3 separate regions of the Mus musculus genome follow, and regions 1 and 2 are each linked to region 3. The links are chromatin contacts, called in public promoter capture Hi-C maps. All regions are on one chromosome and are shown on one strand. The core of a region is the stretch at or near the end of the contact, and the rest is flanking DNA. Distances in the headings are between cores, read along the strand shown. Region 1 holds the start of Zfp748 (zinc finger protein 748). Region 2 holds the start of Zfp729a (zinc finger protein 729a). Region 3 holds the start of Rsl1 (regulator of sex limited protein 1).

Region 1 (3,091 bases), core at 581-3,080, 380 kb before region 3:
AACTTACATAAAATGTGACTTACATCCTGGGTGGTATGTTTACTAATTCTATGTAAACATGAGAATATTGCAAAGTGAGACTGTCTGCTGCATGTATTCTGGATAAATGATTCTCTCAGAAAGTGGTCATTTGTGTGAAGGAGATGGGTGTTGTTTTTAGAAGTTATGTCCTTCTAAAATGAAAGCAAAAAGGACCAAATACCCTGTACCTGACTGTGTGCTTTCATCACTAAGGCCCAAATATTTGTAAACCCTGAGACTTCTTAATCACACTCTTCTCTCCAAATTGAATTCATATTTGCAGAGACTGTATTATTCATTCTTATCTATAGAAATATTGGCATTTGTGTCACCTAATAGTTATTTTTATTTTTTTCTATATGAGTACACCATAGCTGTCTTCAGACACACCAGAAGAGGGCACTGGATTGGGATCCACAGATAGTTGTAAGCTACCACGTGATTGCTGGAATTGACCTCAGGACCTCTGGAAGATCAGTCAGTGCTCTTAACCGCTGAGCCATCTCTCCAACCACCCTCCCCAACCAGTTATTAAAACTCCTTCTTAAACATTTCAGGGAAGAATAAAAAAGGACACAAGTAAGTTTCTTTCTTTCTTTCTTTCTTTCTTTCTTTCTTTCTTTCTTTTTTTTTTTTTTTTTTTTTTTTTTTTTTTTTTTTTTTTTGGTTTTTCGAGACAGGGTTTCTCTGTATAGCCCTGGCTGTCCTGGAACTCACTGTGTAGACCAGGCTGGCCTCCAACTCAGAAATCTGTCTGCCTTTGCCTCCCAAGTGCTGGGATAAAAGGCATGCGCCACCACTGCCCGGCAGGACACAAGTTTCTTATTAAAAAAAAAAAAAAAAAAAAAAGACTTTCCTTCTCAGCTGAGATTTAGCTTCCTTGTGAACCACTGTCCGTCACGAGTCCAGACTCTTCTTTCTAAAAAGGTTTGTTCTTTGGTCTTTGGCATGACCAGTACAGCACTAGATATTTACGAGGAGATAGGAGGTCCCAATGGTGCCAATCTATCTTTATTCATTCATTCATTATTTCTATGTTCCCAGTTAGATTCTCTGAGTTCTTTACAAGTGAATTCTAGAGAGCTGGGCTTTTAATTTTGTTCTATAATTTTAAATCATATCTGTGCACCTTGACCTGTGCACTACACTGTATGGATTCCAATGTTCACACTAAGACTTTTTTTCCAGCTGTGGCAAACTGGTTATTTTATTTAACTACAGGACGAGATTGTCTATTGTAGTGGTGTATTTATAACTAAAGCCTTCTTCATCCCAGGCAAGCAGGGACTTTACCCCTAAGATGCTCAGTAACCCTTTTTTGTAGTTTGTACCTTTTGCCCAGGTTATCCTTGGATTTGGCATCCTTCTGTCTTAAGCTCCTGAGCATCTGCGAAGACACGGAGTGACAAATAGGCTGATTGTAAAATCATCTTAACAGAAAGTGGTCATTTCCATACAATTTTTTGCTGATTTATTTTAAAGTTAAATTGAGTCAACGTGAATTTTACATATGGAATAAACCTCATAATAAGTAGACTTTGAGTTTTAAATCAGTACAGATTGACCAGAAATAATCAGCAAACATTAGAGTCAAAGGCTCGACTCACATTCAAACATCTCCGGTAGTGAACCCGGGATTTTAAAAGCAGCCCGACTCCCTATGGCTGTCCCAGTGCAAAAAATGCTCGCGTTCCCATCCATCCTCACCTGCAGAGGTGAAGAAACACAGGAAACACACACGTCACCAGCCTGTTTTCCTGGCGCCTCGTCGCACAGACTTGTGGGAAGTGTAGTCTTCCGTTGGATCGCTTCACAAGGAGCCATTGTGGAAACGGCACTTCCGCATTGCGACTGCACTAGTGCATTTTCTCTCAAAGTTGGGCGATTCTCTGGTCCTGCTCCGCGCTCGGCTTGCATCGCTGACATGGAGGTTGGTCCAGGGTGTCGCGTACCGCTGCAGGTCGGAGGGACCGAGGGCGGGTCCGGCCCGGAGGCGGCGGAGGAGGGGTGGCCCGGAGGCGGGAAGAACAGACTTGGTGGAGCCCTGCTGACCTAGGCTGGGCCACAGCGTCTGGAAGCCTGCTGGGGCCGGGGAGAGGGCATGCGGTTGGTGCTGGAAGTGAACGCTCTTGTGAGCTCAGAGTAGCTGCCTGGGTCTCTTATAGAGGCTGTATTGGTAAGAAAGGAATTGGGAATATGAAAATCCAGGATTGCTCGGACAGGCGGGTCTGCTCGTAACCTGTACCTGGAAGTGGTGGTGGTGGACTCATACATCTCAGATTGGCTATGGACCCACGCCTTCCCCGCGCTTGTCAGTTTTCTCAGGACACCTAGACCAAGTGGAGATCTGGCCCCTCCTGTACTTTATAGCCGGCCTAATACTTTTAGTTTGTATTGATAGAAGTTCATAGAGTTACTAGTTTCCAAGGACGGAGAGTTTTGCGAGAGAGATTGATGCATGGGATGTTAATCCCATTTTCATTGGAACAGAGATTTATGGACTGCCGTTTTAAATAGGAATACTTAATGATCACTGCTGTGACCTGAATCCTCAGACTAACACCCCCATGCAGAGCTAGAATGATCCCCTAAAGGAAAAGATTCTAGCTTTGCAAAACAAGAAATTACTGATCCTGCACTGTACTGGAGAAGAATAACTCATCCAATTCCATTGGGAATTATGATGCCATTAGTTTGTGGGAGATGAGTTGGCTAGAGGCTACAAGGGTGTCTAGGGATTGACTGTAAGGGGACAGAGGTGCTTGAGTTTCTCTGGGAAAGAGAAATAGTCCTGCCTACCTGACCGGATGCTTACAGTGCTCTCTGATCGATCCCATGGTTTTCTCCCGTCGTTGTCCACTGCATACTGTGTCTAAAACTGTCACTAGTTGTGGGATCTGTGTTCCACGAGTGCCCTTAAACAGTTCGTCCGGAACCGTTTCTCCCAAGTTTTTATACTGGGTCAAAAGAGTAAGAGATGACTTTAAGAGCTATGGTTCACTCGGGATCCTGTAGTTTTTTCACAGTGGGCTGCTCACATAGTCTTTTGTTTGTACAAGTGAAAATATGA
Region 2 (2,884 bases), core at 265-2,764, 460 kb before region 3:
TGTACACCCCCCCCCCATGGCAGCTCATCCTCTTCACCCATTCTTCCTCCTTTTCCTGGCCTCTTTTCCTTCTCTCTCTTCTCCACCCCATACCACCTAACTCAAAAGCCACCTACTTCTAGTCCTTCCAGTAATAGGCTGTACCAAATTTGATTTAACTAATAGTTTTCAATCAAGGAACAAGGTTTGCACAACAGAACCTTTTAAATGTGAGAGGTCCATGGTAAGCTTAGACCTTCAGATATAAAATTTAGTATTACAATACATAGCAACATACCAAACCTCAACACATACACATATTGGAAAACTAACTATGCTCAGAAATGTTAAGTCCTTCTGGTTGTTGGCAATGCCCTTCACTACAGCCATCAGGGGGATGACAGACCACTCATGACCTCATTCTAAACAGACATGCCAATCAAATGTCCAGGTGAATGTACTGCTTGTTGACTCTAGTTTTTCTAAGTTAAGGAATCTGTTCTGATCCCTAGGCAAACACACTCCCTAGAGAAGAAAAATTGGAATGGGATTTTGCACAGTCTCTGCTCTGAAACAGCTTGGCTTTGAATTATTGTGCCTCAGGGAAGTATGAAGACTTTTCTGTAATGCCATTTGTAGCTTTAACTCAAGCATGAACTACACAGGAATAAACCTTCCCACGAAAAGATGGGAATTCTCCATACTCCAAGTTTCCAGTCTAACTTCTTTAATACATCGACCTCATTTTACAGTGATATGAACATATTTCTGATACCTTTGAATTCCAGGAGGAACTATCTCGGTGTTCTGTTTAGGAGAAGTGAGGGAAGTGCAAGGCAGCTACCAGTAATGTTCAAGTATTATCAAATGTGAATGATGACAGGATCAGTGGAGACAGGAAAATCAATAAGGAACATCAAACCAAACACAGAGGGAAATTGAAGAGCCAGTACACACACCATTGTGATCCAAGGAGCTCTGCCCCTCCTCTTGGGAGAGATTCAGAGGAGGAAAGCAAGTGCTCAGAAAACACTTCGTGGTGACTCAGTTTGATTTCTAATTCTGTCTTCAGCACCTGGGATGGTTTTGATAGCATATTAAAGAGATAATGCCCACTCCTACATTAACTTCCTGCTTTCATATTTTAAATAAACAATGAAAGCATGAATTTTCCATTCGGTAGTAATATTCCATAAGTAAATCTGTGCTTTAAAAAACCAAGGGGAAAAAAAAAAAAGAAAGAAAGATCGAAGCTTTAATCTCACAATGTTTTAGCAGAGATAACAAGGAAATGTGATAAACATTACTGTGAAACTCAGCTCACAGGCTAACATCGCTTGCTGTAACCAAAGACTTTTTTAAAAGCCCACTTTCCCTGTGGCTGCCCATGTGCTGCAGCTTAGTTCTTTCCAACTTCAGCTGCCCACAGCTGGACCGCAAGGCAGGCAATGCACAAGACATCTTAGGTGGGGTCCCTGTAAGTCCTTCCAACTGACTTGTGGGAAGTGTAGTCCTGGTTCCTGTTTCGTCATTAGAAAGGGCCATCGGACTCGAACTTCCTTATTCTTCCTTCAAACTTCACTCCTCAAATGTATGCAGTTGTCCTGCTCAGCGCTGCATCTGGATTTCTGAGATGGAGTTCGGTGCAGGGACCAGCGCCTTCTTTCAGGTCTGAGGGGCTGTGCAGGGTGGCAGGTAGGGCACGGAGGGAGCTGGCTCGGGCTTGTTGAGAGGCAGGAAGCTGCTGACCTGGAGATGCTGTGCTGACCTAAGCTGGGCCGCTGCGCCTGGGCACGGGTTTGAAGGGGAGAAGGTTGAAAACAACAGGATGGCAAGGGCAGGCTGGGTCTGCTGACTGCCTGTTCCCGAGATGCTGACGGGAGCGCACTCATCATTACCTAGCTGACCCGTTCTCACGTGACTGTAGTCAGATTCTCAGGGCATACAGAGCACTTGGACTTGTAGCGCCCTCTGTATGTTATGTCCTGGAGACTACTCCTGGTTTGAGCTCAAACAGCTTCCTAAAGTTCCTAGTGTCCAAGGAGCAAGAATCCTGTGAGGGAGGGCAAACTGTTGTGTGGGATGTTAGTTCCTGTTCCTTTGGAATGAATTGTTAGACTCACGGATGCCCTGATTCAAATCACATTTTCTGATAGACACCTTTGTGACCTGAATGCGACAATACATGGCTATAAAACCACAAAATAATCTTGTAGTTGGTATGAACCAGTGTTTGCACAATCCAAATAAATAGGATTTTACACTAAAGATTAAAAATCACTAGACAATAATACCTCAACAGTTCTGAGTATGTGTTGTGTCCAAAATTTTGACTCCTTTTCAGATGTGAGAGACGACTTGGGGTGATGAGAGATCACAGGGTGGCACTGGAAAGTCTGAAAGGGAAGGGGGAAATGCCTCTGCTCATCTGCCAGGCTCTGTGCATTGCTTTCTAATCTGCCAGACTCTGTACATTGTTGTCTCTTCACGTGCTTTTCTTCCTAGAGTTCACGTTATCAGCAGTGTCTGAACTCTTTTAAATTTTCTTTTGTCCCTCAATGTGACATTCAGGTTTAGTGACACACCCTTAATAGTTTTAGAAAGAATTCTCCAATTTTTTCAACTGTATTTGAAAAGCTGTAAGATAGGGAAGGAGAGATGGCTTATTGGTTAAGAGCATGCCTATTCTTCCAAAGGTCCTGAGTTTAATTCCAGCAACCACTTGTTGGCTCCCAACCGTCTATTATTGGATCTGATGTTCTCTTCTGGTATGTCAGCAAAAGAATGCTCATATAAATAAATAAATAAATATTTTGAAAAGTTGTAATATAAATTTCAAAAGCCGTGGCACTCTTGGGGTCTTATGATTTACACATAGTAGGTTTATGTTCATGTAAAAATGCAC
Region 3 (3,142 bases), core at 634-3,133:
GAGCCTCTGGGGTGGAGGTCCGGGGACCTGTAAACAGGATACCGTTTTGTGTGGGTTTTAGCCAATACAATTAACAGCAAACATTGCAGGGGAATCAGAGACTTGCAAAATTCACTTTCTATGGGGAAGAAATGCAAATAATGTCTGACCTGAGGCAGGAACACTTCCACCCATTAACAATTACTACATATTCTTCCAATAACTGGGAGCCCGATGGTTACATTCCACTCAATGGAAGCCCATCCTAGAAGAAGTCTAGAGCAACAGAAAGGACAGCACAGATGTTTTAAGAACTCTTGCATCTCCTGACAGTGACAGAGATATATTTTCAGAGTTGGGCAGATCTAAAGATTAGCAGGACATTGGTGGGAAGTCAACATGAGAGGCAAAGAGAGGGCTGGATTCCTGATCAGGTTCCAAACAATACAGACTTCCCATTCCCTACCAGCCTGTCTATACTACACAGTGCTTAAAATACATACAACACAGATCACGAAGCAGCAACTCCTAGGTTGGGTCAAGAGTCAAAGAGTCTCTGAGTATGGAGTGAGGATTAAAGACAGGAGAGGCAGAAAAGATGCAGAGCCAAGAAATAGACTTGGGAGGATTGCTGGTCAATACCACAGCAGCCTCGAGTTTATTTTTCACCGCCCTTTTATACCTCATATTACCATGGGAAGCAAAGTTACAAGATAACAGAAACAATGGCAGAAATATACACAATGTCCATAAACTTCCTCAACAAGTCCAAGCCCTGATAATGTCATGTTGACCGGAACCATTTGGGGCCAAGCGGACACTCTCTTTTTAAAAAATTCTCGGGGCTGGTGAAATGGCTCAGCTGTTAAGAGCACCGACTGCTCTTCCAAAGGCCCTGAGTTCAAATCCCAGCAACCACATGGTGGCTCACAACCATCTGTAATGAAATCTGATACCCTCTTCTGGAGTGTCTGAAGACAGCTACAGTGTACTTACATATAATAAATAAATAAATATTTTTTTAAAAATTCTCAACTGTAAAGTAGGGATGGAGGTCCTGTCAAGTTTAGTAAACACAGCCCTCAAGGTGAAACATGGTGTGAGCTCCTTTTGATCCCACTCTGCCTTGTAGACATTCCTGCCTGTGTGTCCACTGCATGTGTTTCTTCAACCCTAGTCCAAGATTTTCCGTGCATTCAGACAGATATGTTGGCTATGTCCCAGAATTCCCCAACACGACAGCTGTTGTAACTCGGATTTTTCCTCTCTTAATTCTTTACTGGCAGCGAAAAATGAACACAGTCAGACCTCAAGGCCATTGCTATAAGCTGGCTACAGAGTACACGGGGACCAGAAACCCTTTTACTCTAAAGACACAAAGGACTCTGGCAGCATCCAGGTGAGATGGGGGCAGCCAGGGACGCGCGCTTCCAGCAATGCAGGTCTGTGAGCTCTGGCACTCTCTCAGGAGCAGGTAGTCAGCTCATCACCATTAGTTTGCAATCTAGTCCTCCACTACCAAGCTGCTCCAGTGTACCAGAGAACCAAGGCAGACTCGGGCTGCTCTCGGTGTTCTAAAGGAAACCTTCACTCAGGACACAATCCCAAAAGGCCAGTCCCCTCACTCCAAAACTGCAGCCTCAGTGGCCCCAGCCAGTTCAGCACAGCCAGTCCTGGCAGCTGCTTCCGCCCTCCCACCCAGTCCTCAAGCGCTCCCTCCAAGACAGAGCCCAGCTCCCGGCACTGAACCCCAGGCTATGCTGCTTCCTGAACCAACCTCCTTGACACAGATCCCGCACAGAGCCCCAGGCTACGCTGCTGCCTGGACCAACCTTCTTGTCAGAGACAACTGGAATAGATAGCCGCATACGATTTCCGCCCAACCTTAAGAAAGACGCACGAGTACAGACCTGAACTCAGAAGGGGATTTCCTGGAAGGCTCCCAGTGGTCACAGTGGTGCGGACTACATCTCCCAGAAGTCTGTGCGAAGGAAATCCCAGAACCCAGGGTGGGTGAAGTCTACTGTTTGGAGAGTTTTGTGGATGGGAACACACAGTTGAAGGTGCAAGGAGGAAGCCTTATCTGCAGAAAAGCTGTGGGTAATGAGATTGGTTTTCGACCCCAGAACCACATCGGAGATGTATGGATTTGAGTCAAGCCTTTGACAGAAACTTTTGGCTTACAAGTCATTTCTAGTAGTAATTTTAATATTACTACTTCCTGGCCGGGGGGGGGGGGACGGGACGGGGGGCACGTTGACTTAGTTGTTCGTTAAATAAACAAAGCAATACACTAACCAACGTGGCAAGGAAAACTAACTTTATAAAATGTTTGAAACCAGCCTTGGCGTTCCTGACTATGCTCCTAGCTCCTCAGTGGCTTTTGACAAATGGACTTGGGATACAAAGCTGGCTTGGTGTCTGCCCCAACAAACTTGTATACTGTTGTTTGTGTTTCTACTTTTTGAATATATAGAAACAATTCCTCCAGGGCATTGCTAATATTACACATACAGAAACACATGCTGTTTGAGCAGGCCAAGGAGGTTGACTCTGAAGATAAAATTTGACATCCCCATGCCACACCCAAGCATGTGTGTATCTAACATTCCTCTAAATCTCTTGTCCTGAGTTAATGCCCCGGACTCTCAGACATTGGAAAGAAGATCAACAAGAAGCCCATGGAGGCATTGATTAAAACCAGCTAACAGGCTACCTATGTCCAACAGAGACTACTACTGTTGATCTGTTGGTAGAAAGGTGTCTGTAATAAAAGCAGGTCACACATCCAGTCATTTCCCCTACTTGTTGTATGCAGGTGAGACATAAATGCACAAGGCTTTGAGTTGTACTGTAGAAACAAGAGTGTACAGAGCACAAACATTTTAAAGTGGTATACACCCTCACCACAATAGTTGAGTAGCCTGCAACTAGGATTTCCTTCTGAGAGCCCTCAGAAATCAGTGTACATGGGGCTGCTAACAAAACAGCCAGGGGATCACATGGAGTCAAAGCCTTGTCCATTCCTTAGATCCTGTGAACTAAAGGCAGGTACTAAAAAATCAGCTGCAGTGGAGTCTACTCCACTGTGGAACACAGACCCAAAGTAGCCTCTAAGACTACATAAGCATAGACTTAAGAGTTCAATCAATGTATTTTACTT

What was found. Capture Hi-C pulls out chosen DNA fragments and counts their contacts.
Region 1: a contact with region 3 is called in a promoter capture Hi-C map of liver. The contact joins the promoter of Zfp748 here to the promoter of Rsl1 in region 3. A contact is called at or near these places in 1 of 39 promoter capture datasets (liver), 3 of 484 Hi-C or Micro-C datasets (CD4 T cells, cerebral cortex and regulatory T cells) and 3 of 9 other capture datasets (adipose tissue, liver and macrophages).
Region 2: a contact with region 3 is called in a promoter capture Hi-C map of liver, with 6 times the contacts expected there. The contact joins the promoter of Zfp729a here to the promoter of Rsl1 in region 3. A contact is called at or near these places in 1 of 484 Hi-C or Micro-C datasets (B cells), 1 of 115 datasets of contacts at active chromatin or transcription factors (large pre-B cells) and 2 of 9 other capture datasets (adipose tissue and liver).

The regions. Positions count from the first base shown.
Region 1 is chr13:67,551,891-67,554,981 of GRCm38.p6, reverse strand. Zfp748 (zinc finger protein 748) reads left to right here and starts at 1,830. Exons shown (of 4, transcript NM_001035231.3): 1 at 1,830-1,951. The coding sequence starts at 1,946. It overlaps 9430065F17Rik (RIKEN cDNA 9430065F17 gene), which reads right to left and starts at 1,780. Exons shown (of 5, transcript NR_131100.1): 1 at 1,729-1,780; 2 at 1,353-1,408.
Region 2 is chr13:67,636,411-67,639,294 of GRCm38.p6, reverse strand. Zfp729a (zinc finger protein 729a) reads left to right here and starts at 1,514. Exons shown (of 4, transcript NM_183146.4): 1 at 1,514-1,648. The coding sequence starts at 1,613.
Region 3 is chr13:67,171,923-67,175,064 of GRCm38.p6, reverse strand. Rsl1 (regulator of sex limited protein 1) reads right to left here and starts at 1,883. Exons shown (of 4, transcript NM_001013769.1): 1 at 1,812-1,883. The coding sequence starts at 1,847.